Linked DNA regions of Mus musculus: all the other regions are linked to region 1. The links are chromatin contacts, called in public capture Hi-C and promoter capture Hi-C maps. All regions are on one chromosome and are shown on one strand. The core of a region is the stretch at or near the end of the contact, and the rest is flanking DNA. Distances in the headings are between cores, read along the strand shown. Region 1 holds the start of Med1 (mediator complex subunit 1). Region 2 overlaps Npepps (aminopeptidase puromycin sensitive). Region 3 holds the start of Gjd3 (gap junction protein, delta 3). Region 4 holds the start of Wipf2 (WAS/WASL interacting protein family, member 2).

Region 1 (7,441 bases), core at 1,925-4,424:
TCTTTTTTTGTTGTTGTTTGTTTTTTTGAGACAGGGATTCTCTGAGTAGCCCTGGCTGTCCTGGAACTCTGTAGACCAGGCTGGCCTCGAACTCAGAAATCCGCCTGCCTCCCAAATGCTGGGATTAAAGGCGTGGCCACCATGCCCGGCTGTCTGTGATGTGTGAACACAGGTGTAAACTGGCCACAGTGCCTGTGGGGATCAGAAGATGGCTTTCTGCAGCCAGTTCTCACCTTTCACCATGAGTACATGGGACCTTCCAGGCCCCGATGCATTGTGTTGTTTTATCTGGTGTTAGGGTCTAAAAAGGCTGGCTTTGAACAAATAAAGGTCCACCTGCCTCTGCCTCTTAAGTACTGGCATCAAAACAGTTCTACAATGCCCAATGCATCCTTTAAAGAGCACTAGCTGCTCTTTCAGAAGTTCTGGGTTCAAGTCCCAGCACCCACATGGCAGCTCACAGTCACATGCAACTCCAGTCCCAGGAGATCTGCTCTCCTCTTCTGGGTTCTAAGGACACCAGGCATGTACTTGGTACACAGAAATACAGGGAGATAAAACCACCATACACATGAAATACATATTCTTTATTTCAAAAAAAAATATGTTGGGTATGCATTTTTTTGGGTTTTTTTGGGGGAAGGGTTGCTGTTATTGTTTTGATTTTTTGACTCATGGATGTGTGGCATGTCTGTGCAGTGCTCATGGAGGCCAGAAGACACCGAGACTCCTGAAACTAAAGTTACAAATGCTTGTGAGTTGCTACGTGGACATGTGTTTCCTGGGAACCAAACCTGAACCTATGCCAAAAGCACAGGGCTCTTAAACCCTCAGCTCGATCTCCAGCCACCTCCCTGCTTTTTTTCTTCCATTTTGAGACAGTCTCTCACAGCCCAGCTGACCATGACCTTGAGGGCTGACAAGATGGCTACAAGAGTAGAGGCACCCGCAATGCCAAACATGAGAGTCTGGGTTCACGCCCCAGAGCCCACAGTGGATATGGTAGATGCCCTACCTCCTAGTAAAGAAATGTAAGTGGTGACCTCCTCATACTCCTACCTCTACCTATGAAGTGCTAGGATTATAAACATGGGTCACCTCCCAGGCTTGCCCAGACTATGCTCTAAGGCATCCTCTTGTCTCCTTTCATCAGCCTCCTATGGGTGTGTGCCGCTATGAGGTACGGCTGAGACAGAGCTTCCCTGGCTGTCTTGTCTCTTTGTAGGTCTGGCTGGCTTCAAACTCAGGGATCCACCTGCCTCTTTCTACTAAGTGCTAGGACTAAGGCAGGAACCATCACCAGTTGGCTCTTTGCGTGTTAGTTTTTAAGACAGGGTTTCTCACTGGACCCTTGGGCTCACAACACCTTGAAGGATATACTTGGAGCACAATTTAAGGAAGACGTTATTATAATTAGGGGTTTTAGGGCTGGAGAGATGGCTCAGAGGTTAAGAGCACTAACTGCTCTTCTGAAGGTCCTGAGTTCAATTCCCAGCAACCACATGGTGGCTCACAACCATCCATAATGAGATCTGACACCCTCTTCTGGAGTGTCTGAAGACAACTACAGTGTACTTACATATATAATAAATAAAATCTTTAAAAAAAAAATAATTAGGGGTTTTTTTTGTTTTGTTTTGTTTTGGTTTTTGGAGACAGGGTTTCTCTGCGTAGCCCTGGCTGTCCTGGAACTCACGCTGTAGACCAGGCTGGCCTCGAACTCAGAAACCGCCTGCCTCTGCCTCCCAGGTGCTGGGATTAAAGCTGTGGGCCACCACACCTGGCTCCCTTTTTCCTTTTCTTTTGGTGCTGGGAATTGAACCCATGGACAAGAAGACATTACTCTAACCACTGCTCTACATTCCCAGCCTCTAAATTATCTTTAAATTAACATACAAAGCAATGCATATCATTTTGGCATTCTTATACATATAGGCCATTATACTTGGTCCAAGTCCTCTCCCTCTGAGAGCCACACTGCCCCAACCTCCAAACAGCCAAACCTCTCACTTCATTTCATATTCCACTAACCTTTCTATCCTGCAGACCTCCTTTGTTCCCACATGGTCCCATGTTTTCACAACCAACACACACCAACACATACCTACGTCGAGATTCCTCATAAGAGAAAATGTGCTATTTATCTTAATATGGCTTATTTTGAGTATCGTCCACTTTGCTACAAATGTCGAGACTTCATTTTTGGATAAGCCAGTCCAGGTCGTGGGAGGGAGTATCTGAACCAAGAATCAAACTCTTAGCTGGCCGAGAGGTGTGTAAGCCCGCACTTGGGAGGCTGAGGCAGGGGGACCTTGTCTCAAGAAACAAAGAAGATTCTATCCCTTCCCTTTTCTTCCCTCAACTGGGAAACTGGTTTGGGGATTGTTCCTGCCAGTTTATAGTTCTGAACACCTCTCCCCCAAGCTTTAAAGCCACCGGTCGTGCACAACTGAAAGCAGTTCGTAAAGACACAGCACAGTATTTGAACACTATGACCTTCCAAGTAATAAACGGCCCGCTTTTACTATGATGAAGATCGAACCAAGCAAGTCACTCCGGCTAAAACACCCTCCATTACTTTGACATTACATTGTTCTAGTGTCATCTTCAGCGATCTCTCCTGGAACAAAGCATCAACAAGTTTCAGTTTCCCTCTCCTTGGGTCCCACCGGGCTAAGCTCAAAGTACCCTGAGGCTCAACTTCCTCGTCCCTCGTCCCGCAGAAAACCTTTCACGAGTGGAGGAGACGGGGGAGCAGCGCCCCGGAGGAGGCGCTCCAGCATCTGTAGGGCTCGGTCGGGATCTAAGATGCACATTCCACCAGGATCCGGTCCCACGCACGGTGGCCCTGGAGGGGCGTGGGTCCCCACCTCCTCTCTCGGATTGGCTCGCCGCAGCGGTGTACCGCCCCTCCTTCCCCGCCACCCCCCAGTCACTCACCCTCGGTTTCCCCCTGAGCCTTCATCCTGACAGCGGGGAGGTCTTGGGTCCGCCACGAGCCGGGGAGCCTTTCCCCGCCACTCAGAGGGGAACCAAGTTAGCCTGGGCTCCGGGGAAGCGGCGCACCAGCGGCCCCGACTCTTCCGGGGAAGGCTCAGTCTGAAGTCCCCGGCGGCAAGAAGAGAAGGGTGCTCGCGGCCGCCGCCATCTTCCCCAACGGAACTTCCCAAAGATCGCGAGATTAATCGTGTTCCTGTGAGACGGAGGAAGAAGGAACCGCACCAAAGTCTCGCGGAGGTTGGCTGATTTCGTCCTCCCCGCAGGATCTCTAGCAGGCCCGGCTCCGATTGGCTCAGAATTCACACCTTGGCGTCTAAGGGTGTGTGCCCAGAGTTGACATCTCTCTGAAAGTTTATGTTTGCATCCCGACAGTTACACAATTTGTAAATTAAAAGCGTTAGCTCTTCCGTCCCGCGGTGGTGGCGGCTCAAGCCTTTGATCCCAGCAGACAGGCGGAACTCTGAGTTCGAGGCCAGCCTGGTCTACAGTGTGAGTTCCAGGACAGCCATGGCTACACAGAGAAACCCTGTCTCAAACGAAACAAAATGTTTGCTCTTTGAGCACCTGGAAAAGTGGCACACTCCTATAATCCCAATGAGGAAGGGGATAGTGAAAACCGGTCCTTACAAAATAATCTCTACTGAAAGATTTCCAGTGAGTTTTAGTGTTTGGGTGTTTAGAGTTTGCCTGGTGGTGGCGCACACCTTTAATCCCAGCGCTCTGAAGGGAGAGGCAGGTAGATCTCTGAGTATGAGGGCAGCCTGGTCTACAAAGTTTCTGGACAGCCAAGGCTACAGAGAAACCTTGCCTGGACAAAAACAAAACAAAACAACAAAAAAGTAAGATTTGTAAGATGACAAGACTTGTAACTCACCAGCAACATACCTGATTAGCATGTCTGAAGTCCTGGGTTTAATTCCTAGAGAAAGTGGGAAGGTGAAATTTCCTGAAGAACCAGAAGCAGTTATGTTGTTTAAAAAAAAGAAAGAAGGGGCTGGAGAGATGGCTCAGTTAATTTAAGAGCACCGACTGCTCTTCAGGAGGTCCTGAGTTCAATTCCCAGCAACCACATGGTGGCTCACAACCATCTGTAATGAGATCTGACTCACTCTTCTGGAGTGTCTGAAGACAGGTACAGTATATATATATACACACACACACACACATACATATACACATATACACGCATACATACATATATATATAATAAATAAAAGAAAAAGAAAGGAACTAGGGAGGCAGAGGCAGGCAGATTTCTGAGTTGGAGGCCAGCCTGGTTTACAGAGTGAGTTCCAGGACAGCCAGGGCTACACAGAGAAACCCTGTCTCGAAAAACCAAAAAAAAAAAAAAAACCCAAAAAACAAAACAAACAAACAAACAAAAACAAAACAAAAAAAGAATGACTTCACACACACAAAGAAGATGATTTTTGGAAAACATTATCATCGTTTACCATGTTGAGCTTGGCTCTGTACAGAAATTAACAGTATATTGATCTAAATTGAGCTTAATTTGTTTCCCATTTGTACAGAGGTAATGCACAATTTATAGTAAATAAATAAGGACTTAACCTATATCAAGCACAGAAACTGTTAAAGTAATATCTAAAATTCTTAAAAAGAGGACCGCAGTACTTTAGGCTTTTGTTGCTGTTTGTCTTATTGGTTTTGAGACAGGGCTCCTGTAGCTCTGGCTGCTCGGGGCCTGGATGCATGGTCAGACTGGCCTGACTTCACAAAGATCCACCGGCTTCCTCATCCTGCTTATGTTCAGCACCACAGCACCTACACTCCAGTACTGGTGCTTTTTACACACCCTGGAAGCAAGTCTAACCTATTTCATTCAGTTTTATACATTTTATAAGACTACATAGGATTTTAGGTTAGAGAACTTTTTTTTTTCTGATTCTACTATGTATTATCATTGATTTTTATAACACCAGTGAAAACACACGTTTAACTTACTCTCTACAATATGAATCACAAAAAACATCTTCAGTCAATGTCTTGATAAATCTTCACAAACACAATTTCTGTAATTCTGAGACGTTCATGACCTCTGGAAACAATCAGAATAAACTTCAACAGTGAGTAAAAGATCTGATCTTAGTGTAGTTCATTTGTTCTTTCTTTCTTTCTTTCTTCCTTTCTTTTTTTTGAGACATGGTTTCTCTCTGTAGCCCTGGCTGTCCTGGATCTTGCTCTGTAGGCCAGGCTGGCCTCCTACTAAGGGATCCTCCTGCCTCTGCCTAGAGTGCTGGGATTAAAGGGTGTGCCACTGCTGCCTAGGTTGTGTCGAATACTTTCAATCGCAGAACTCTGGAGACAGAGGTAGGCAGATTTGTGACAGAGAGGCCAGCATGTCTACACACCAAGTTCTAGACCAACCAGATTCATGTAGAGAGACCTGGTCTCAAAAAAAAATTTTTTTAATGGATATGAGTGCTCTATCTGTGTGTATACCTGCATGCCACAGAGGGCATCATATCACATTATAGATGATTATGAACCACCATGTGGTTGCTAATTGAACTCAAGACCTCTGGAGGAGCACCCAGTGCTCTTAAACACTGGGCGATCTATCTCTGCAGCCCTCAAAAAAAAAAAAAATTTTTTTAAAATGCTATTCAGGCTTTTAATCCCAGCACTGCTGAGGCAGAGACAGGGAGACTCAAGGCTAGCCTGGTCTACAAAGTGAGTTCCAGGACAGCCAGGGCTACATAGTGAGATGTCTCCAACGAACCAACCAAAGGCTAGTCAAACATTTCCCAAAGCCATCCTAACAGACAGCATGGTTCACAAAAGCAGAACCAGCAGCACACATTTAGTAAGAAGAGATCTTTGTGAATATCTGGAAACGGTCTTAGTGTGCTTTTGTATTTGTGATGTGTGTAGGGATGCTACTGTGTGACCACACTTTCCTGGGGAAATGCAACACACACATCTTCTCACCCCCAGATAGGTAGCTAGCTCACTACAAGGTAGGGTGAAAGTCCAACTTCGTGAACCAATGAGTTTTATTAGGGATACTTACAGGAGCAAAAATGACTCAAAGACAGCTGCATGACCAAGGCCCCACCCAGCATGGGAACCTGAAGCACACGGCACAGCCTGTGGGCATCTCAACACATTTGAGAGTGTCCTTTGCAGGAGCCTCGGTTGGTCTAACCCTCTTCCAGGCAGCTAAGCTGGTCTCTGTTTCTTCCAGCTCAGAGTCTCTGCAGCTTACCACTCTTCAGAGCCTTCCTTGTCAGCAGCTTGGCTTGTTTACTCTTGGGAAGAAGGAGCAGAGAGAATCTGGTCAGTTTCAGGGACTTCCTGAAGCTGTTTTGAGTTGTTTTACCTTCATGTTTAAGGAAATTCTCTGCAGGACCGAAGTGTGACATGGTAGTAGTCCCCTCGCCCACCCCCATGATTTCTCCCTGTAGCTCTAGCTGTGGAGATTCACTGAAGCTGGCCTCTAACTCAAAGATCCTCTTGCCTCTACTGTTTATGCTTAGCAGGACCCTCTAAGGATGTGAGGTATTCACCAGAGAAGACCATTAGCTCTCTGTCATCATCAGAGAAGGTGGCAGTGACTTATGCAAAAGGTCTCATCCCGATCAGCGTTCTTCTGGTAAATATTTTTTAAAGCCACCTTCAGCAATTGGCACCTATTTATTATACCTTGATTTTTTTTTTTTAAATGTATAACCTTTTCCTAATATCTGGGGCTGACTGGTTGACAAAGTAAATTTTTTTAGCAGCTGTCTTTAATCCTTTAAAAATGACCTAGCAAAAATTGTTTAAAGTCTTTTTTTTTTAAGATTTATGTATTTATTTTATGCATATGAGTACACCACCATTACTCTCTTCAGACACACCAGAAGAGGGCACCAGACCCCATTACAGATGGTTGTGAGCCACCATGTGGTTGCTGGGAATTGAACTCAGGACCTCTGGAAGAGCAGTCTGTGCTCTTAACCATTGAGCCATCTCTCCAGCCCTAAAGTCCTCTATTTCAGTGTTTTTTGTTTTTTGGTTTTTTTTTGGTTTTTCGAGACAGGGTTTCTCTGTATAGTCTTGGCTGTCCTGGAACTCACTTTGTAGACCAGGCTGGCCTCAAACTCAGAAATCTGCCTGTCTCTGCCTCCCAAGTGCTGGGATTAAAGGCATGTGACAACACCGCCCGGCATTATTTCAGTGTTTGACAGAAGGGAAAACCCTTTCTGTCTGGGCTGTGTTATCTGGTGACATTCGTGCACAGCCCAGGGGCAGGTTTTTTCCACTTTTTTTCAGAGAGTGGTGAGTTCTGAGTTTTCTAATTCTATCAGTTAATAAGGAATCATGAGAGAGAGAGAGAGAGAGGGAGAGAGAGAGAGAGACAGACAGAGACAGACAGAGACAGAGAGAGACAGAGAGAGACAGAGAGAGACAGAGAGAGACAGAGAGAGACAGAGAG
Region 2 (7,441 bases), core at 1,780-4,279, 960 kb before region 1:
TACCCATTTGTGTTTTCATATTCCAGTGACAAATAGATTTTTATCTATTTCTGCTCTCACTTGAAGAAAGTTATATGAGGACAACACAGACCTGAGGCTAAAGTGTGCTTGGAATGGCAGGACAGCTTGGGTGGTTTTCAACAGTCTCTGTGTAGCCCTGGCTGTCCTTGAACTCACTCTGTAGACCAAGCTGGCTTTGAACTCCCAGAGATGCACCACAGACTGGCTTTTTAGCAAGGGAGGCAACTGCAGCTGCAGTACTACAGATGTTCTATGCCAGTGTAGTATTTACTCTTCCCTTTGTTTTCTTCTTTTGAAACAGAGTCTCACTAGCCTAGGCTAGCCTCAAATTTTAACATCCTGCCTCAGACTACTGTGCGCTGGGGTTACAGGTATACATGACCAAACCCAGTCAACTTCTACTCTTCATTCCTCCCTTCTATCTGCTTAGAAAAGTTTTTCCTTTGAAAATACTTGTACAAATTGAAGAAATACAATTCAGGGTCAGCCACAAAGACATAGGAGTAAGAGAAATAAATCATTTCATATAAAATAAAAATGGCTATGCCATTCTAAACTCACCTTTACCCATTGGTCTGGTTTGACATTTTTCAAAACCACACTCATCTCTGGCTTATCCATTAGTATTTTCAGCTTAGCCTGGTTAGGATCCTCACTAGTTGAAATTGTGATAGGAACCATCCACTGAGGACAGTCTTCACCTAAGCAAGAAGAGAACAAATAGAAAACTTGGAAAACCAGGTTACACTGAAAGAAGCAGGTAGTAAGGTAAACACAGGACTGCCACGCTGTAACCAAGACAAAACTCTCATTGTTAAATCATGCCTTCGGTGACCTCAACACTATTAGTACAAGGGACAAGATAAGATCCTACCAAAATCACACTCATCTAAAGGGGATGTTTTTCCCTTTTACAAAGCAATAAAGACAGCAATGATTTTACAGTCAACTTGAGGAGTCAGTGCTCTATGATGCTTCCATTAAGGGCTCCCACTCCAGTGACACTGTGCAGAACCAATCCTGGGAACTATTTCTCTCGTCCCCGAGGAGCCAAAGCCATTGAAAGGTAGAGCCAGTGTCCTAGATATCAAACAGCAAAGCAGACTTTGTCTGAGTATAGTAACAGAACTATTTAAAGATAGCACAGAGTCAACAATGAGTAAGCTGCATGTCTTTTTATAAAAGAATATATCATTTATTTATTTATTTTTATTTATGTGAGCACACTGTCACCATCTTCAGACACACCAGAAGAGGGCATCAGATCCCATTACAGATGGCTGTGAGCCACCATGTGGTTGCTGGGAATTGAACTCAGGACCTCTGGAAGAGCAGTCAGTGCTCTTAACCACTGAATCATCTCTCTAGCCCTAAGCTGAATGTTAAATCACTGAGATACCCAAGGTTTTAATGTCACCTGCATTGGTCTTAGGGATAGAAAAACCTGCAAACCTGTTAGTATTACAACACAGATTATAAATATGAGGGAGAAAATAGAAATTGTGGCACTTAAAGACTTAATTGGCGAGTAAAGCCATAAACTGACATGTTAGACTTCTTTTTCCCATTAGGCAAGGAATGCTGGAGATCAAATCCATGGCCCCTACTGAGAAGAGTAGTTCAAAGTGAGACAGTGAAGAGCAGAAGGCCATTTTTCTTTACTGGATCTTGTGAACACAACATGACAGGACAGTGGTGACAAAGTGGCAGGTACACATATCTCTCCCTACTGAGACTACTATTCTAAAGAAAATGAAACTTAAGTTTCTTCAATAAAAATTAAATTGCCTGGTTAAAACTTTATAGGTAGAAAGGGTTTGATGACATGCAGAGTTATTCAGGAAGGTGGCAGCAGTTGGGAGGACAAAGTGAGGGACTTCCACAATCTTATTTGAATTCTCACTCTTCTAAACTCATTACATAGATAACTTGGAGCAAACAAGATCTCTATACATCGCCCTGGCTGTCCTGGAATTCAATCTTGTAGACAGGCTGGCCTTAAAAATCACAGAGATCTTCCTGCCTCTGCCTCCCAAAGGCTGAGACTAAAGCAACCTGACTGAGCAATTTAACCACCGTAGCCACACCTCAGCTTTAGTGTGTAGAAGAGAAGCATTACTCTATGCTGAGAGCATAACGTAAGAAGCAACTGAAGTGCCTAGGATAATGGTAAGTAAAGACAATCGTCACTGAATTAATACTTATTAAGCCCAATCACTTAAAAAACAAAAACAAAAAAACCCCCCTAACACAGTAAGTTCTCAGAGCAGCAGTTTTCAATCTGTGAGCCTCAACTTCTTTGGGGGTTGAATGACCCCTTTCCTAGGGGTCACACATCAGATATTCTGCATATCACATATTGACATTATGATTCATAATAGTAAGAAAATTAGTTATGAAGTAGCAGCAAAAATAATTTTTGTGGTTAGGGGAGTCACAACAAGAGGAACTGTCTTAAAGGGTTGCAGCATTAGGAAAACTGAAAACCACTGCCTTACATTTCTTGGGGTATTCCAATCCTTTTTTATTCTCTTTCAGTAAGAGAGCTATAAACTTTATTGTTTTTCAAGACAGGGTTTCTCTGTGTAGCCCTAGGTGTCCTGGATCACCCTGGCAAAACCAGGCTGCTCTTGAACTCAAGAGATCTGCCTGCCTCTGACTCCGAAATGATGGGATTAAAGGCCACTGAAGCTTTGTGGGAGACACACAATTTTAAAGATTAGGCCTAGAGTGATTAGGCTCAGCAGTTAAGAGCACTATAACTGTAGTCCTAGGGGATCTAATGTCCTCCTCTAGCATCCTCAGGTACCTGCACATAATTGGTACACACACAGACAAGCAGGCACACACACACATATAAGATAACTGGGGCAGCATCGAACAGGAAGCTGAATCTGTCTCGGCACAGCTGGATGATGACTAAAGTGCCAAGGTCCAAGGGAGCCAAGCCGGACAGGTCAGCCACCGAGACCATAAGTCTCTGGACTCACACTGGAGCAGCTCGGAAGTTGACAGCTCCTGGGACCAGGGCTGGCAGGAACCCAGCTCTGTGGAGCCACCCCTAGAAAGCACACTGCTAGCTAGTATAACTAGGGTGGTGCAGAGCCCAGTGACATGGGCGACCACCCCTTTGCTGCCCTGTCTGTTGGTCCCAGCGCTCAGCCCAGGCCAGACCCAGACTCCTGGGGTGAAAACAACTAGGAAGGCTTGGAGGCTGAGAGCAGACAGGTAAAGGAGGAGCTGGGACCAAAAAAGTGAGAGGAAAGTAGAAGAGAAATGGAAGCCAAGCAGGCAGAGAAAAAGGCCACCAAGGGGACCATGAAGCTGGACTGACAACCCTACCCCCAAACCCCTGGGCATTTCCAACCACTGGAGAGCAGGCCCGGCAGATGTATTTATTGCACAAACCATGTGAGCCTGGTCAGCAGATCAGGCACATCTAGTGCACATAGTCAGAGCCACAATAAATTCTATTTCACAATAAGTAAATAAGGAGGTAGATAAGGAAGTAAGTAAGTAAGTAAATAAATAAATAAATAAATAAATACTAAACTAAATCCAAAGTATAATTAGACAAATAACATGCTTCCTCTTATTTTGAAAACTATTAGTAAGGAATCGAGATTTACTGGTCAGTTCCCTCTGAGATCATATTTGCTCACCGCCATATGGTCCACTGGCACAAAACTTCTTCTGAGACAGCTTCAGCACTCTGTCATCTTCTACCTACAGAGGCAAAGCAAAGGCTGTGACAACAATGGCGATTTGGGTTGGGAGTGTTTCTGTGACAATATAGGCAGGGAAGCAGTACAAATTATCTTCTGCAATGAGATGAGAAAACTACAGAATTGGAAAAGAAAGTCAGTCACTCTTGAGGAAAGAATCGTGAGCCACACCCCTAGCTAATAAGGAGCTGCTTTCAATTCTCTCCAGAGATGTGGCCCCTGGTAAGCTGTTCATTCATGTCCCAGTGATCGTCCCATACCCATGTGAATGCAATAAGGTTTTAAAATGCATTTTTAAATGTCTTAAAAAGAAAAAAAATGTGAGGGTAGGGGTGACTTCAAGTCTAGAAATCAAAAGCAATAGCCTATGTGTTTATAAAACACTTTAAGATGATAACTCACTTGCCATGCAATCTAACTGCCATGCAAGCTCCAGGTCCTGAGTTCAGTCTCCAGCACCCATGTAAAAACTGGGGTGTGATAATGAACACTTATAATCCCAGTGTCTGCAAGGCAGAAACAGAGGGTTCCTGGAGCTTGCTGTCCAGCCAACCCAGCCAAACTAACAAATCCCAGGTCCCAGTAAAAGACCCTATCAAAAAACCAGGGTGGGCAGCCTACTGACGGCCCTTCACACACTCAAATGTGCACACTTACACTCGGCACTCAGCCTCACCCACCCCCACCAAAGGACAAAAGCCTTCAAAAAACAGGCAGTCACTGGCCTCACTGCTCATCAATAACTGCATTCTGGGATATTTAAAAGATCACACACTTGAACTTAAATCAAATGTAAAACTAAACAAATAATGACCTTAGTAAGTAAACTAAGCACAAGAAACAGAACTGAAGTCTAGGCATAGTGGTACAAGCTTTTAACCTCATCACTGGGGAGGAAAGGGAGCTACAAGTTCTAGGCCAGCTGAGGTTAAATAGGAAGACCGTTTCCAAAAACTAAAACAAGGAAGCAAACAAGTAAGAAAGAAAAGATTCTAGGTTCAATACACAGCATCACTAACTAAATAAATAAGATATGGCTCAGCAGTTACAAGCACTGGCTGTCCTTCATTCCCGAGGACCTGGGTTTAACTCCCCAGTGTTCACACAGTAACTCACAACCATCTGCGTAACTACAATTCCAAGGGATCAATGCCCTCTTCTGGCCTTCGTGGTTACAAGGTACACAAATGGTGCAGAGACAGGCATTCAGGCAAACATCCATCCACATGAAATAATAATTTTTAAAAATTTATGATTAAATCATTTAAAAAGTAGGGATTATGGGTTATGGATATCATGCTTTTTTAAAGGTTTATTTATTGTGATATGAAAGTACACTGTATCTGTCTTCAGACACCGCAGAAGAGGGCGACAGACCTCATTACAAATGATTGTGAGCCACCATGTGGTTGCTGGGATTTGAATTCAGGACCTTCAGAAGAGCAGTCGGTGCTCTTAACCACTGAGCCATCTCACCAGCCCCCAGATATCATGCATTTTAGAATTTAAGAGATCCTGGCCAGCTAGCACTACACAGTGATATTCAGTCTCAGAAAGAAAAAAAAGTCTCTCTACATGCATATCCATTGGCTGTCCTGAAACTCACTATGTAGAGCAGGCTGGCCTCAATTCACAAGAGCTCTTTTCTGCCTCTTCCTCCCACATCCTAAGCTTAAAGGTGTGCACCATTATACCCAGCAGCCTACTGAAGTTTAAAAGGGTTCTGAGCCTTAAAATAAAAAAAGGAAAGAAAAAAAAATAGCAACCAGTAGTTTGCATTAAGTGTAATCATTAATAAGCATAACAGTTTTGAGAAATGAAATCCTCAGAGAAGAAACAATCATTCTGGTGTGCTAATATTCTCTTTGTTTTCCAAACTGTCTGGCTAGGTAGCCAAGACATGGCTCAAACTCATGTCTGCTTATCTCCTTCAAAGTACAGAGATTCCATGGATGACACATCACACCCAGCTGTGCAAGGATTCTCACAGGCTTACCTGTTCAGCTTCCACATAAATGAGAGGGAATCCCATTTGTTTGGTCCAGGTATTCATCACAGCTGCTATGGGTTTGCCACTGGCACTTTCCAAACTTTCCCAGAGATCCTCTAGAAGGTAAATGAAAACAATAACTGGAAATGTTTATTTCCTGTATCAAATATTCACATACCTTTTTTTTTTTTTTTTTTTTTTTTTTTTTGGTTTTTCGAGACAGGGTTTCTCTGTATAGCCCTGGCTGTCCTGGAACTCACTTTGTAGACCAGGCTGGCCTCGAACTCAGAAATCCGCCTGCCTCTGCCTCCCAAGTGCTGGGATTAAAGGCGTGCGCCACCATGCCCAGCTTCACATACCTTTTAACATTGCATGGCTTACCAACTGTTAGGTCCATCATACAGAGGCTCAAACAAATGGTCTACCCACAAGGCTACAACTAAGTAAATTCTACTAAAAAAAGCTGTTCTGGGGACTCAGTCAAGTGCTTGCCACACTAGCACGAGGTCAGATCCCCTTCACCCAGCACCCATAAGGAAATTGGTAACATGAGCTGGGTGTGATAGTGTGCGCCTCCAATACCAGCAAGAGGGAGGCAGAGGAATGGGCATTTATCTAAGTTTGAGACCGGCCTGATCTAGAGTGAATTCCAAGAGAGCTAGACTATGTAGGGAGATCCTGTGGTGGGGAAAGCTTTATAACCCCAGTAGTAGGGAAGCAGTGACAAGAGGGCTCCTGGGGGACGGCCAGCTGGACTGGCCTAATTGGGTAAGGTCCAGGTTCAGTGACGCCCTTCAAAGACAAGTAAGGTACAGAGCAACTGAGGAAGCCATTCAACACTTATACGCAGCTTCTGCACACACATAATGACCAAACACCTAGACTTTTATTCTAAAATAAATTTAATCATTCTAATAAAAATTGATCATAAGTAAGACAAACAGAAACAAGTATAAGCTCATTACACAATCACTGACAAACTCACTGACACTCATTCAATCAGTCTAAGTTTAAATATATTCAATGTGGATACAACCAAAATAAAACTAATTTGGTTAAACTTCACTGGTTATAGAGGGAAAGCAAAAGGGTAACAATGTATGCCATGCCTGGAAAAAAAGCACATAAGTGAAGTACTTGCTATGCAAAGCATGAGACCCTGAATTTGATCCTAGAACCACTTAAAAGCTGAGGTTGTAGCGTGCATTTGCAATCCCAGCCCTGGGAGACAGGCAGAAACCCAGGGCTTCCTGGCTAGCCATACAAGCCTACTTTCTGAACCTTGGGTTAATTAAATTTAGTGCCTTTAAAAATGGTGTGTAAAGGGCTAGAGAGATAGCTCAGTGGTTAAGAGCACCGACTGCTCTTCCAAAGATCCCGAGTTCAAATCCCAGCAACCACATGGTGGCTCACAACCATCCATAATGAGATCTGACGCCCTCTTCTGGAGTGTCTGAAGATAACTACAGTGTACTTACATATAATAAATAAATAAATCTTAAAAAAAAAAAAGGTGTGTAAAATTTGGGGATTGGGTTGGAGAGATGACTCAATGCCTAAGATCATATTATAGTTCTTGCAAAGCACCCGAATTAAGTTCTCAACACCCATGCAAGGTCATTCCAACAGCCCATAACTTCAGCTTCAGAGGGATCTGATGGCTCTGGACTTTGAGAGATATGTGTACTCACGTGACCATACCCAC
Region 3 (7,441 bases), core at 3,224-5,723, 790 kb after region 1:
ATCCCAGGATGGCCCTGGATTCACTATATAATCAAGGATATAACCCAGCATTTCTGATCCTCCTGCCTCCACCTCCCCGTGCCTGGGGATCGAGCCCATGGTTTCCCTCTCAGCAAGCACTCCACCAAACTGCACTCCGCCTGCAGCCTCTACACTTTGGATTCCCATAATGCCTCCTCGGAGGCTATGGGAATGTCGCCTGGAGGCAGACACACCCCTAGCTGAGCTCTTGTCGTGCCAAAACTCATCTTCCTTCCGCAAACAGAGGACAGAGGGACTCGGAAGATCAGTAATGGACCAAGTCAGAAGCGTTTCCCTATGGAGACTCGGGAATCTATGCCAGATGAGTCCCCTTCCTTCGGGACACTAACTGTGTGGGGTGTGGGGATAATTAGGTGGCTTGTTGTGATCAGAATTTGTCAGCAGCTCACATCTGGTTGTGAGTGACTATGGAGAAGGTGCGGCTGCAGAGGCTGGGACAAGGGTGACAGAAGCAGCATTCAGCCCTGAAGGGAGATTTATGCTGGCAAGGCTAAGTTCAAAAGGCGCTATCTAGGGCAGGAGCAGAGGCTGTGGGCAGCTCTAGGCAACAGACGATCCTGGGCAGCTGCTGCAGGGGCGGAGAACACCAGACACAGGAGATGCTGATGAGAGAGGTGTAGGTGACTGGTGTCTTACAGAAAACAAGCTGCAGATGCTTGGACAACAGCTGGCAGAGGTGGTCCCACCAGGTGGAGGTGCGCCAGTAAGGGAGTGGACCACACTTGGGAGGCAGAGGCAGGCGGATTTCTGAGTTTGAGGCCAGCCTGGTCTACAGAGTGAGTTCCAGGACAGCCAGGGCTGCACAGAGAAACCCTGTCTCGAAAAACCAAAAAAAAAAAAAAAAAAAAAAGATCTGATGGACTGTTTCTAAGTTGCTGGCCACTCCTTACCACATCCATCCATGTTCGATCAACTCCAGCCACACTAGTCTCTCTGTTGGCTTTGGCACACCTCCACCTCGAGGTTTGGCACTGGCTACCTGAATACCTGAATGCTTTTCTTGGAAACGGCTTCATGACTGGTCCCTTAAGTGTCACCTCCTCAGGAACATCGCTCTCCCCTTATCTTTTCTGATGTCTTTCCCACCAAAATGCAAACTCTATGAGGACAGAAGTGCCAGCCTGTAGATGTAGGTGCCCAACATCTGGATCTGGGCTGCATGTGCCAGCCAGCCACACCCGTGTCTGCAGACTGGGCTGGTTTGAACTGGCATGTACCTTATGTGTACAGTACACTCTAGGTTGGTGTGAGAAAAAGAATGGGAAATATCTCCTTGATCCTTGCAGACACTGACGGACGATGCGCTCAAGCGGGACTGTTTTGGATAAGGTAGGTTAAAGAAAACAACACTACTTACATTAATCTTGCCTGTGTCCGTTTGCTTTTTTAATGTGGTTGAATGAAAATTGGAAATTACATTGTAAGTATGGATGTGTGCTTTTAATCCTGGCAGTGGGAGCCAGGGACAGTCTCTGAAGTCACTGAATTTGAGGTCAGCCTCAAATTGAGTTCCTAGCCAGCCAGGGCTATGTATCTATCTCAAACAAAACAAAAACAAAACAAAACAAAACACAAAACCCCAAAAATCCTATCTCAGAAATCAAAATCAAACCTAAATATTACATTGTGTCTCATGTGCAACTGTATTGAATGTGAGTGATCTTGAACCGCTATTGTTGAGTGACTGTCTTTGGAAGGCAGCTGGACATCCACGAGTATGCTTGAGTGGAGGGTTCCAGGCTTTCGACCCGACATCCGAGAACCAGACTCGTCCACTGGGAGTGCGGGCGTGGGCTTCAGCATGGTGATGGAGTGATGGAGCCCAAAACACTATATGTCATGCCCAGATGGTACGAGGCTGGAACACAGGGTGCCTGACTGTAGCTCAGGGCAGAGAAAGCCATGCCTTGAGGCACATTTTCTTCAAATGAGACCAAAAGACAAAGGCAGGCAATGGGGGGGGGGCAGGCCTTCAGAAAGTAAGACTGCACCCAACAGCATGTCTAAAACTGGCATACCAAGTGGGCATGCTTGCCGGGGACAGAAACTTCAGGCTGGTTTGACGGATGGCAAGGTAGGGGTGGAGGCCCAACTAAGGGGAGCCTAGTGTGCAGCAAGCCTGGGGAAAAGGCTGGTTGTACCCCAAGAACAGGGAATTCCCCTATGGCCAATAAGGCTATGTAGAAAGCTCCCAGGGCATACAAAGGCCAGAGGAAGGCTGGTGTGGGGGAGAACGAGCTGTTTGGGGTATGGTGGCTAACGGCAGGGCCTGGGCAGTGGATCTGACAGAGCCAGGGGTGCAGGGGAAGGCAGCCAGGCCTGCTCTGTCAGGGCTTAATCACTTGGTCCTAGTGAGGGTATTCAGGATGGCCACACAGGTGACAAAGGAGGAACACAGGTGAGAGGACAGAACGAAAAGGGTGACAGAGCCATGTGGCATCTCTTTGGAAAAAAAAAAAGTCGGTGGCGCACACCTTTGATCCCAGCACTCGGGAGGCAGAGGCAGGTGGATTTCTGAGTTCGAGGCCAACCTGGTCTACAAAGTGAGTTCCAGGACAGCCAGGGCTACACAGAGAAACCCTGTCTCGAAAAACAAAAACAAAAAGTCTAGGCTAGTTGCAAGGGAATGGGGACCCAGAAACACCTCTCTTTGAAGGGCAGCTTTCCTTGACGATTGGTAGGAGTCAGTCACATTTATAGATTACAGGGAACAATGGCAGGTGGGACCAGAGATGAAGTAAGCCGAAAGCACAGCACTGTTTCAAGTCGAGCCCCACCCCAGTCCCAGTCAGCCTCCAAGGTGGAGCTTAGCTACCCTGCCTAGCCACTGGGCTACCCTGCCTGGCCACTGGGCCCAGAACACATCTGACTGAACAGGACTGTTTGCTGTCAGTTCCTGTTGGGGACAGAGTTGCCTCATAGGTGGCTGGGTTAGTGACTGACAGTGGTGGCGGATGCACACACAGAATGTACGTGTGTATAGGTGTGTATACAGAGCTAACACAGGACGCATGCGTACATGCATCCACACAGAGCCTTCAAGGACATACATGTACATTTCTGTGCACGCAGGCATGAACCCAGGTCTCTATCGCCTGTCACTTGGGAGATGTATACGTGTGGACACACGCATGTGCGGACCCTCACAAGCATACACATGCAAATACACACAGCTCATAGAGGTTTACTATGCTTGAGCAGCCAACCCATCTGAGTGTGTCCAGAGAGAGTGTGTGCAGAGCGCTCACGGAAAACCACTCTTCTCTGAATTAGCAGGGAACCTGGGAATGTTGCCATCACTGTTGATTTTTGTCCCCGGTGCAACAATCAGGTCACCCACGGCCGGTTTGCCGCCTCTCAGGGGAGCCCTTGGCGTCCTCCCTTTCCGCAGGGATCACAGCACCGAGGAGCCTCCCTGATTTAACACGGCTGCCGTAACCAGCACTAGGAAGTGCGACACCTCCCCCACCCGAACCCTGGCGGTCCCCTCTGCTCATCTTCTGCTCAGGCAGGGTCCTACGCAGTCTTTCAGAAGCAAAGCCTTCTGCCTCCAAGGACCCGGGTGCTGATATCCAGCCTCCGATCTCGCCGCTAGATGGCCAGGTCCTGGCGCACGGTAGCCAGCGACGCTTTGCTGTGGCCGCTGCCGCCTTCGCCCTCGCTGTCGCCTGCCGGTGAGCGGTGCGCGTAGGCTGGCGGGCCGAAAGGGTCGGGGTCCCCGCGCTGCGATGGCAAAGAGGGCGACGGCGGCGGCGGCGGGAGCAGCTTGGCGCGCTGGCGACCCTTCCAGAGCAGGTGACCCAGCTCCGCCACGCTGAGCAGCGCCGACAGCAGCCCGACGGCGAAGTAGAAGACCACGAAGACGGTCTTCTCGGTGGGCCGGCTCACGAAACAGTCGACCGTGTGCGGACAAGGTGGCCCGGCGCACGCGTAGTGCGGGTCCACGCGGAAGCCGTAGAGCAGCGCCTGGCCGCCCAGGAAAGCCAGCTCGGCGAGCAGGCGCAGAGCCACGCTCAGCAGGTAGCAGCGGCGCGCGCGGCGAGCGCGCAGGGCGCACGGGGAGCACGGCGCCTCGGCACGCCCGCGCGCGCACGGCGGGGCCAGCTGCGCACCACCCGCCTCCTTGCTGGCCTGGTGCATGGAGTAGATGACGAACAGCACCGGCGGCGCCGACAGCAGCAGGATGTGGAAGAGCCAGAAGCGGTAGTGGGACACCGGGAAGGCGCGATCGTAGCAGGTCTGGCGACAGCCGGGCTGCAACGTGTTACACACGAACTCCTCCTGCTCGTCCTCGAACACCGCACCTCCCACCGTGGCCAGCACCAGGATGCGGAAGATCAGCATGATCACCAGCCAGAGACGACCCACGAGCGGCGACTGTAGCTGCACCGCGTCCAGCAGGGAGCCTAGGAACGCCCACTCCCCCATGACGCTGGGGACGAGGAAAGGGGGTAGTCACAGGCTGGGGCGGGCTGAATACCCCCTGTCCCCCGCCACCCCCCACCCCCACCCCCACCCCCGTCCCTCAACAATCTCGGAGGGCGCCAGGGAAAGAATATTTTCTGGGGTTTAATGAGTTAATGTCAGAGTGTGAGGATAGTCCATCCTCAGCTATGGGATTCCTTCATATGGGCATAGAGGGGTGCTGAGGAGGGATTTCCCCGCACACCTGGCCTGGGCCTGCTTGGCTAGGGAGACCCTAAGGTTCCCCAGATTCTAGGTTCTTCTTCAGGGCCAACCTTGCTGGCCTGGCTTTTTGTGCCAGGAGCAAGAGCGGCTACTGGAGTCTAGAATTCTACGTTCCTTCTGTTTGAGACCCCTGGGAGCAAGGGGAGGGCCAGGCCGGGTGAGCCCCCACTGTCTCCTTTCTCTCTCACCTCGCAGCAGGGAACGCCTTTTGGGGTTGGAAGCTGACACAGAAGCCTGTTTTTCCAACTTAGGATCTCTCGCCCGCCCTCAATCTTCCCTTCCTCACCAACCTCAGCCAAGGAGACCGGGCACAGCCCCCTCGACTCCTCTCTGATAGCAATTATCAAGCATCTCTTGTAAGCCTCCCCAGACACACAGAATACACCACGTCCCGTCCCTGTAGACCCTTAGTGGCCTCTAGATGTCCCCAACCCCACTTACCCCGGGACCTGGGCCTTAGAGCTGAGCGGAGGACCTTGAGAGACAGCTGGGACCTGTCCCTCTGGGTCCCTCTTTCATTTTCCTTTTTGGCTTTGGCCGGGATGGATGATAGGACAAGTATGGCTGAGAGGGGCTAGCTCTCCCCCTTCTCTTAAAGGGACAGGGTGACCTGTGGTCCGGCTCCACCCTGGAAATAGATCCAGGGCCACACCCCTTGTTGGGTCCTTCCTGCCTTCTCTTTCCATCCCTTACCCCCCATGCCCATCCCATAGCCATGTCTCCATCTGGCGATGGACGGAGGCTAACTAGAGCTACATTTTTTTTTTTAATTGAGGGAGCCAGAGAGATCAATCATGGGAACCCTATCTCCTGGCAGACTCCTCAAACTGAAGACTAGGTCCACCACAACCAACTGACCCCATTTTTGAAGGGTCTTGTGGGCCAGAGGGAGATAACTTCGGCTTTTAGGGGACAACAAATATGGCTTTGGGGGGGGGGGGCTTTTGGTTCTGCCACTATTGGACCTTGGATGAGCCATGTAGGTCACTTGGGCTAAGATCTCTTGGTCTGTCACCTGAGCCAGCTAAACTCTAAGATTCTTACTTTGTTCCGAGACAGAGTCTCGCTGTGTAGTTCAAGCTGGCCAGGACCTTACCGTATAGGCCAGGCTGCCCTTGAAGTAAATGATCCTCCTGCCTCAGCCTCCCAAGTGCAGGACATTAAGTATGCATCACCACACCCGTCATAGTCGCCCATCTTAATGACCAGGTCTCAGCTGTGTTACAGAAACCCCAAACCCAGTGCTTGGAAATACTCCGTGAGGGCATCAGGAAGATGTGGAGATAGCTGGCTACCGTGGTTAAGCCAAAGCTCTGGTCTTTCCTACTCAGCAATGTCTAGGTTTACCGTGAGGTGTGTGGCACCTCATAAGGTCAACAGCAGTGAGAAAAGCTTCTGCCAAGGATTTTCTAATATGGAGCTTTGTCTACCAGTCTAGGTGCGGGGAGATGCGGGACCATGATAGACAATCCACGGGGACCCGAGTGGGCCAGGAAGAGGGACTCCCGATTTAAGATGGTGTTTTTCTCCCTTCTGTCTACCTCAGTCACCCACTCATTCAGTCTTCAGCTACCCCGGCACTATTTACAGCCTTACAGCCGGGGAAACCGAGGCTTAGAGAGTCACACATGCGCAGTCAGTGAAAGGCGGACCATGAACTCACTCTTGGCCTCAATGGTTCTGGAGCGCATGCTCCCTCACAGCTTGCGAGGGAAAACTGCCACCTCTCTATACCTGGGTGGGGTCTTGCGTGGGGCTGAGGGTCTCAGCACTGAGGTGGGCTGTGCGTACTCCTATGAAGGGATAGGTCATTAGTCCTCACGTACTCCGTGATATTTTCTCCCCCAGTCAGTACAAAGACCTGCATGGGTTTCTGTCTGTTAACAGTGGGTCCCTAATGGGAAATGTGTTCTCTACTGATTGGCTCAGTCAGGGGTCTAGCCCAGCCTGGAAAAACTTTTGGTTAACTCCAGCTTGGGTGTGCCCCTGAACGTTTCCATCCTCCTGCAGGGTCCCTTAGAAATAGGCCTGGGTGTGGGGGCGCTACCCTGGATAAAATCCAAGAGAATAGCACGTGCTGGAACCCCACATTCTGAAAACAGGATGTGAGGTGGAGCACCGGGCGACCCCTGCCACTCACTTCCGGCCGAGCTGCCGTCTGCACCCTGTCCTCAGCTATGGAGGCTCAGGGTCACATCTCTTCTTTCCTAACTACCCAGGAATGGTCCCAGCCCCAGCCCCCATTGCTCCTGCTTCGTCAGGCTGGAAAAAGCCCACCAGACCCCACCCCACCTGAGCCCACCCGACCCCACCCAGTGTGACTCTGCAGGGAGTGGGATCGTGCCACAGAGATGCTAGGGTGGGGCAGCAGATGGAGAGCCACTGTCACTCTGCCCTGTCCCCCACCTAGCTCCCCATGCCAGAGGAGACTCTACAATCTCTAGGACCCAGTCCTAGATAGCCGTGGGCAGCCCGGGAGGTGTTGCTGACAATACCCAGAGCTGGTGGCATTGGCCCTTCTTGGCCCTGCTTGAAGAAGTTCTGGGCTGAGAGGGTTCTTCTGTGTCCCAGACACCTCAGTCTGGCTGTGGAGCCATAGTCCCGCATCAGTCACAGGTGGACATACACAGGGGCGTGGACGTGTTCATATCTAATAAGTTCATAACAGTACCGTAATTGACACATGACAACATTTTTTGAAAATGAAAGA
Region 4 (7,441 bases), core at 3,156-5,655, 670 kb after region 1:
TCTCCCGGGCTGGTGAAGAAACTATCCCTACTTCTGTTGGGCGGATGGCTAGGAGAGAGCAAGGAATTTAGGCAGTGGCATTTTCAACCACCAGGTGGCAGTACAGAGACCAATTTCACAGGGTTCCTAGACATGGGAATAATAGGGCACAGAACATTTCTGCCTTAATGCGTGATGGCGCATGCCTTTAATCCCAGCACTTGGGAGGCAGAGGCAGGTGAATTTCTGAGTTCGGGGCCAGCCTGGTCTACAGAGTGAGTTCCAGGACAGCCAGGGCTACACAGAGAAACCCTGTCTCGAAAAACCAAAGGAAAAAAAAAAAAGACAAGGTCTCTCTGAGTAGCACTGGCTGGCCTGGAACCCCCCATGTAGACCAGACTGGGGACAAAGTCACAGAGCCCTGCCTGCTACTGCCTCTGTGCCAGGATTAAAGGTGTGGTCACCATACCTATCCTCAACCTTAATTTTTGAGACAGAGTCTCTCGCTGAGCCTGAAACTTGATGATTTAGGTAGACTAGCTGGTTACCCTCGGGTCCACTTGTCTTTGTCTCCTCCAGCTTTGGGGTTAGGAGCACAACACAGTTTCACTACATAGCCCATGCTGGCTGAAAGTTCACGAAGTAGCCCTGCTTGCCTTAAGCTCATAGTCATCCTCCTGCTTCAGCTCATCAAACGCCAAGTTTATGAGCATGAACCACGCACCCAGAAAATGTCTTACTGTCTTACTTCTATTTTATTTTTGTTTTGTTTTGTTTTGTTTCTCAAGACAGGGTTTCTCTGTGTAGCCCTGGCTGTCCTGGAACTCACTTTGTAGACCAGGCTGGCCTTGAACTCAGAAATCCACCTGCCTCTGCCTCCTAAGTGCTGGGATTAAAGGCGTGCGCCACCACTGCCCGACTGTTTATATTTTTTAAAAAGATTTATTTATTGTTTGTGAGTACACTGTTGCTGTCTTCAGACACACCAGAAGAGGGCATCAAATCCCATTACAGATGGTTGTGAGCCACCATGTGGTTGCTGGGAATTGAACTCAGGACCTCTGGAAGAGCAGTCAGTGCTCTTAACCGCTGAGCCATCTCTCCAGCCCTCTCTATTTGTATTTTTAAAAACACAATTATAGTTGGGCATGGTGGTGGATGCTTTTAATTCCAGCAGTCCAGAGGCAGAGACTGACAGATCTCTATTACTTTGAGGCCAGTCTGGTCTACATAGCAAGTTCCAGAGCAGCCAGAGCTACATAGTGAGACCCTGTTTCCAAATAAATAAGTACACACATAAATAATAAAACCAGCAATCATGAGGCTGGAGAGATGGCTTAGCAGTTATGAACGCTTATTTCTATTATAGAAGATACCAGTTCAATTCCTAGCACCAACATGGTGGCTTACAGCCATCTGCAGCTCTGATTCTAGGAGATCAAATACCTTCCTCTGACCTCCAAGGGTACCAGGCCCACATGAGGTACACATAGTTATGTGCAGGCAAAACACTCATACACATATTAACAACTCATTTACAAAAAGAAGAAAAAGAGGAGGAGGGGGAGGAAGAGGAGGAGAAAGAGGAGGAAGAGGAAAAAGAGGAGGAAGAGGAGGAAGAGGAAGAGGAGGAGGAAGAGGACGAGGAGGAGGAGGAGGAGGAGGAGGACAGTACAGAGCCACCAAGCATTGAAAGCACAAAATCTGAAGATCCTAGCCCATTCCTATAGACTTCATGTAGAAAATGGGAGATAGAGTCTTGGTTTCTTTCTTCATAAAGCTTGTTATTGATATTTCCCTAAGTGAGATGCCCCTGTATTCACCCTAGTGGCTGCTCTTTGACACAGGTTGAACAAGAGAGCAGGGGGTTACTTTAGCTATACTGGGCAGAGAATACCCTCAGGAGAGGGGACACTGAAGCAAGGGCTTGGACAACAAGCATGAGACAAAGATAACCATTTCAAGGGCTTTGAGAGGGAACTTGAGGGTATGAAGGGGGGACTTCATGGTATGAAGGGGGGACTTCATGGTATGAAGAGGTGACTTCACGACATGAAGGGATTGAAAGTGGGTCCACTGCAGGGAAGGATTGAGGGAGCCAGTGGGGTCAAGGACACCACAAGAAAACCTACAGAGCCACTTCATGTGGGCCCACAGGGGGCTCACAGAAACTGAACCATCAACCAAAGAGCATGCATGGGCTGGACCTAGGCCCCCTACACATGTATAGCAGTTGTGTAGCTTGGTCTTCCATGGGCTCCCTAACAATTGGCAGGTGACTGTCTCTGATTCTGTTGCCTGACTTTGGGTCCCTTTCCCCTAGCTAGCCGTCCTTGTCTGGCCTCAGTGGGAGAGGATGCGCTTAGTCCTGCTGGGAGTTGATGTGCCAAGGAGGGTTGGTAGTCATAGGGTACCAAGTTCTTTGAGGAGAAGGAAAGGGGGAGGGGAGGGTCATGTGAGGGTGGGCCTGGGAGGAGAGGAAGGAGGGGGGCTGTGATCAGGATGTAACGTGAATAAATAAATAAATGGAAAAAAAAATATAACTAAAAAGAAATTTAAAAAGGAGGGAGGAAGGAAGAAAGTGGGTCTACATATCGTTGAGCAACCGAAGACGGGGCAGGTAAGGAGATGAAGGAAAGAGTTCAGAAGCTCTAGTTAGTAAACAGTGCAGATTCACTGCATTTCTCGTCCAGCCGCCCCATTATCAGATATTCATGACGTAGCTATCTGAGCATCTTTACCTTTGCATCCACTGATCATGCCTGGTATGTGTTCCCCGCCTTCACTGATTAGTAACAAAATCCTATTCATCTTTTTTCTTTCCTCCTCTTTCTCCTCCTTCTTTTTCTTCTTCCTCTTTCTTCTTCCTCCTCCTCTTTTTTCTTCTTCCTCCCCCTCTTTCTTCTTCTTCCTCCTCCTCTTCTTCTTCTTCTTTTTAAAAGATTTATTTTATATATGAGTGTACATTGTCACTGTCTTCAGACACACCAGAAGTGGGCATCAGATCCCATTACAGATGGTTGTGAGCCACCATGTGGTTGCTGGGGATTGAACTCAGGACCTCTGGAAGAGCAATCCGTGTTCTTAACCACTGAGCCATCTCTCCAGCCCCCTTCTTCTTCTTGTTTTGTTTGTTTTGGTGTTCTGAGGCAGAATTTCTCTGTGCAGTCCTGGCTGTCCTGGAACTTGCTCTGTAGACCAGGGTGGCCCCCAGCTAAGAGATCTGCCTGCCTCTGCCTCCTCTGAGCTACAGAGCCCAGCAAAATTCTACTCATCTTGCAGGGGCTAGTTCAAACCATTTACAAATCTCTTCTCATTCTTCAGCAGGAATTCATCACTCCTGTGACATCCCGGCACATGTCACAACTCTAATCGCACACTGACTTGGACGTCAGCTGTCTGTTTACATGCCAGCCCGCATGAGCACCATACACCAGCATGGTGAGCTCCCGGAGGGCAGAAGCTGTCTGCTTGAGTCACATCTGGAACCATCCCCAGGTACAGAGCTCAATGAATGGCCCAAAGCAAATGTTCAATGTGACATTTAGCACTAGTGGGTGGGGCAGAACAGAGGGAAAACAAAAATAATAACAGGCTATGGCTTATCACATGCTTTCCCATTCATTCATTACCTGATGAGCCTTCAAGCACTGTGAGAAAGGACAAACACTATGAGGTAGCTGAGACCCACGAACACACAGTTAGTGAGTGGGGATTAAGTGCTAGCTGATATTGGCCTTTTACTTGAGGTTCAGCCCTGGTCACTGGGTTGACTGGATGGAGAAGCAGTGAGACATAGGGTAGCAATGGGGTTGCTTGGTGTGGTGGCGAGCTTTGTGTATGAAGATGAGATCCTTAGTCATCGGCAACAGAGTTAAGCAATGGAAACCAGCAAGCGACAAGGACTCCCCTCTCTCATCCAAGCACCTATAGAGGAGTTCACAACACCATGCCTCAGCCTACCGAGCTGGGGATCACTAGTTAAGTGGTTACAACGACCTAACCAATGACCTGCTAGAAGAAGCTCGCCTCTCTGTTGCTATGACAACCAGAGCTTGTCTGTTGGGCCTCTTCAAGGGTACTCTAGACCATATTAGGGCTTATGGTGTGTGTGTGTGCGCGCAAAAAAATAAACACGAAAGAAAACATACTTGAGATACATCAGTTAGCTCACTGGTTCTCTACCTGCGCAATTTTAAAGGTCGAGACGCTCAGGCCGCATCCAACCAATTAAATAAGCATCTCATGGACCGAATCCTGGCATCACTCGTTACTGAAAGCCTCGCAGGCGGCCCCAGTTGCAGTCCCAAGATGCAAACGGGACTTCCAACTGCGGACTCGCGACCTTCTCAAGATGGTGGCGCTCCGCCCCCACGTGCGCCGGTAGAGGGCAGGCTTCCCTGAGCGCATGCGTCCCGCGGCCCTCGGCCCTCGGCTCCCTCCTCCTTTTCCCCCGCCTCCATTTTGTTCGCGGACGCTGGGGACGGTGGGAGCGGATCCATTTCCGGGTTGGTAAAAGGGGCGGCGGCGAGAGAGAGAGAGAGAGAGAGAGAGAGAGAGAGAGAGAGAGAGAGAGAGAGAGAGAGAGAGAGAGAGCGAGAGAGAGCGAGAGAGCTTGCCGCGGGGCGAACGAGCAGGACTAAACCAGGACTGAGGTGACGGAGGATTCGCTCCCGGAGCAGCCCCCCGCCGAGTGGGAAAGACGCCGGGGCGGCTGAGCCCGCCGCTGAGGTGACCTGCGGACCTGAGTGGGAGGGAGAGCCGGGAAGGGGGGACTGTGGTGGGGGGGGGGAGGGACACCGGAGGAGGGGCCTGATGCGGAGAGGGGGTCCTGGGGGCGGGGCCTGGAGACCCTGGAGAGGGGGCGTGGGCCATCCGAGTGGAGGGCGGCGGGGACCGACTGAGCAAATGGGCAGGAGGGAGGTTTTTTGAGAGACAGGAAATTAGAGATCCTGAAGGGTTGGGTGAGGTGAGTAAGACTGGCAACTCTGGGTGAGGTAGGAGGGGAGCCGTGCGCGGAGGGGGAGATGGGGAAGGGAGGACCTGTTGGGGAAAGGTAATTATTGGCAGGATGCTCTCGAGTTTAGGAGGATCGGTGTGACGTTTCGGGATTGATCGGGGTGAGGAGGAGGATTGAGAGCGAACGTGTTTACACTGGGGGAGATGTTGAGAGTGTGGGATGAGAGGGAGTCGGAGTGATGTTCTGAGATGCTCTTGGAAGCACCTGCAGTTGAAGGATCCCTGTTGGAGCGGCGTGAAATTGAGGGAAGATGAAAATCTGAAGGCGCTCGCTAGACGTAGGCTGTGTGTGCGGTCGAGTTACTGATTAGGAAGGCATATTCTGGAAGGATAATATTGAAACGAGGAGCTGGAGGAAGCTGGTGTGCACTGGAATCTACCTCTGTCCCCGCTTCTGCTGGCCTTTAAATCCTGATCCACCTGCTACATCTGATCCCTGAAATTCTTCTTTCTTTTTCTCTTTCTCTTTCTTTTCTTTTCTTTCTTTCTTTCTTTTTTTTTTTTGAGACACTTTGTCTGTGTAACCCTCACTGTCCTGGAACTCAGAGTCTGTAGACCAGATTGGCCCGGAACTCACAGTGATCCGCTGGCCTCTACCTCAGAGGGAGGCGTGGGCCACTATGACTGCCCAGCCCCGTAAACTATATTTGTTTGTTTGTTGTTTTGTTTCTTTCAAGACAGGGTTTCTCTCTGAAACAGCCCTGGCTGTTCTAGTGCTCACTATGTAGACTAGGCTGGTCTTGAACTCGCAGAGATCTACTTGCCTCTGCCTCCTGAGTGCTGGGATTAAAGGTGTGTGCCACTACCACCCAGCTATCTTAATATATTTTTTAAAAGATTTATTTATTTTATTGTATGAATACATTGTTGATGTCTTCGGACACACCAGAAGAGGGCATCAGACTTCATTACAGTTGGTTGTGAGCCACCATGTGGTTGCTGGGAATTGAACTCAGGACCTTCAGAAGAGCTGACAGTGCTCTTAACTGCTGATCCTAGTATCTTAATTAAAAAAAAAAAAAAAAAAAAAAGGAGTGGGGCTTGGTGGTGCATGCCTTTAATCCCAGTACTCGGGAGGCAGAGGCAGGCGGAGTTCTGAGTTCGAGGCAACATGGTCTACAGAGTGAGTTCCAGGTCAGCCAGGGCTACACAGAGAAACCCTGTCTCGAAAAACCAAAAAAAAAAAAAAAGATTGGGGGCTGGAGAGATGGCTCAGTGGTTAAGAGCACTGACTGCTCTTCCAACAGTCCTGAGTTCAATTCCCAGCAACCCCATGTTGGCTCACAACCATCTGTAATGAAGTCTGATGCCCTCTTCTGGTGTGTCTGAAGACAGCTACAATGTACTCATATAAATAATAAATAAATAAAACTTAAAAAAAAGAATTTATTTTTAATGTTTTTGAACATCCTGTCGCCGACACACCAGAAGAGGGCATCAATTCAATTAAAGATGGTTGTGAGCCACCACGTAGTTGCTGGGAATTGAACTCTTGATCTCTGGAAGGGCAGTCAGTGCTCTTAACCACTGAGCCATCTCTCCAGCTCTCCTGTATTTTTTTTTTTTTTTTTTTTTTTTTTTTTTTTTTTGGTTTTTCGAGACAGGGTTTCTCTGTATAGCCCTGACTGTCCTGGAACTCACTCTGTAGACCAGGCTGGCCTCGAACTGAGAAATCCGCCTGCCTCTGCCTCCCGAGTGCTGGGATTAAAGGCGTGCGCCACCACGCCCGGCTCCCCTGTATTTTTAATAGTCAAAATTTTTATGTTACTGTGTTATCACCAAGAGGAAGTAGTGGCCTATAGAGTCTGAAATGAATGAATTCAGTACACTGCCTTACTTTCTAACTACCCAAGCATCGTAGAGAGTTGAGCCATCTGCCTTGGCGTGTGACCTTGCTGTCACTGGTTGGGACCATTCTGTAGACAGGATTGGATGCTTTCTTGTCACTCCTTTGAAATTCTGTTCTAGCTTTTTCTTTGGCTATAATACTCAGAACACTCGGCTGGTAAGTGAACATTGTTTAACCTAGAAGTGTTTCCAAAGTCTTGGCATTTCTGAGGCCTGACGTGGATTTGCCAAAGATCGGGCAGTTTTAATTCTCTCTCACTCTTGATAGCAGAAACGGTGTTTGCACTAGTTGGTGCTAATTACTTAGTGGACACAAAGGTGAGATTCAGGGGAGGGGAAGGGTACCAGGAAGAGAATAGTTGGTTTTTCCCCCCTGAAACAGAGTTTCTCTGTAGCCCTGGCTGTCTTGGAACTCACTCTGTAGATCAGGCTGGCCTTGAATTTATAAAAACCCACCTGCCTCTGCCTCCTAAGTGCTGGAATCAAAGGCATGTGTCTCTACTGCCCGGCCAGAATAGCTTTTAAGTTTTACTTTGGACTATCATCACATGTTCTTGCTTGATCGTAGCCTCCCGATCTGCTCCCTGGCATACAT

What was found. Promoter capture Hi-C pulls out the DNA fragments that hold promoters and counts their contacts. Capture Hi-C pulls out chosen DNA fragments and counts their contacts.
Region 2: a promoter capture Hi-C map of liver shows a contact between it and region 1, with 2.6 times the contacts expected there. The contact joins the enhancer-like site here to the promoter of Med1 in region 1. A contact is called at or near these places in 3 of 39 promoter capture datasets (embryonic stem cells and liver) and 3 of 115 datasets of contacts at active chromatin or transcription factors (large pre-B cells, pro-B cells and stem cell-derived neural progenitor cells).
Region 3: a capture Hi-C map of macrophages shows a contact between it and region 1, with 6 times the contacts expected there. The contact joins the promoter of Gjd3 here to the promoter of Med1 in region 1. A contact is called at or near these places in 1 of 39 promoter capture datasets (pre-B cells), 1 of 115 datasets of contacts at active chromatin or transcription factors (embryonic stem cells) and 1 of 9 other capture datasets (macrophages).
Region 4: a contact with region 1 is called in a promoter capture Hi-C map of adipose tissue. The contact joins the promoter of Wipf2 here to the promoter of Med1 in region 1. A contact is called at or near these places in 3 of 39 promoter capture datasets (the C10 cell line, liver and pre-B cells) and 1 of 9 other capture datasets (adipose tissue).

The regions. Positions count from the first base shown.
Region 1 is chr11:98,190,119-98,197,559 of GRCm38.p6, forward strand. It overlaps Med1 (mediator complex subunit 1), which reads right to left and starts at 3,175. Exons shown (of 17, transcript NM_001080118.1): 1 at 2,941-3,175. The coding sequence starts at 2,965. Gm38963 (a long non-coding RNA gene) reads right to left here. Exons shown (of 4, transcript XR_880193.2): 2 at 6,035-6,272; 3 at 4,966-5,059; 4 at 3,818-3,919.
Region 2 is chr11:97,226,147-97,233,587 of GRCm38.p6, forward strand. Npepps (aminopeptidase puromycin sensitive) reads right to left here. Exons shown (of 23, transcript NM_008942.3): 13 at 5,743-5,852; 14 at 3,684-3,747; 15 at 583-722. Among named protein-coding and RNA genes, the nearest start is that of Kpnb1, 42 kb to the left of the region's middle. Within about 2 kb of position 3,030, at least 10 of the 459 cell types and tissues checked have an H3K27ac peak or open chromatin away from gene starts, as enhancers often do. A contact at or near this core is called in liver, where this site is marked.
Region 3 is chr11:98,978,547-98,985,987 of GRCm38.p6, forward strand. It overlaps Gjd3 (gap junction protein, delta 3), which reads right to left and starts at 4,474. Exons shown (of 1, transcript NM_178596.3): 1 at 1,401-4,474. The coding sequence starts at 4,470. The coding sequence ends at 3,634.
Region 4 is chr11:98,859,193-98,866,633 of GRCm38.p6, forward strand. It overlaps Wipf2 (WAS/WASL interacting protein family, member 2), which reads left to right and starts at 4,406. Exons shown (of 8, transcript NM_197940.2): 1 at 4,406-4,710.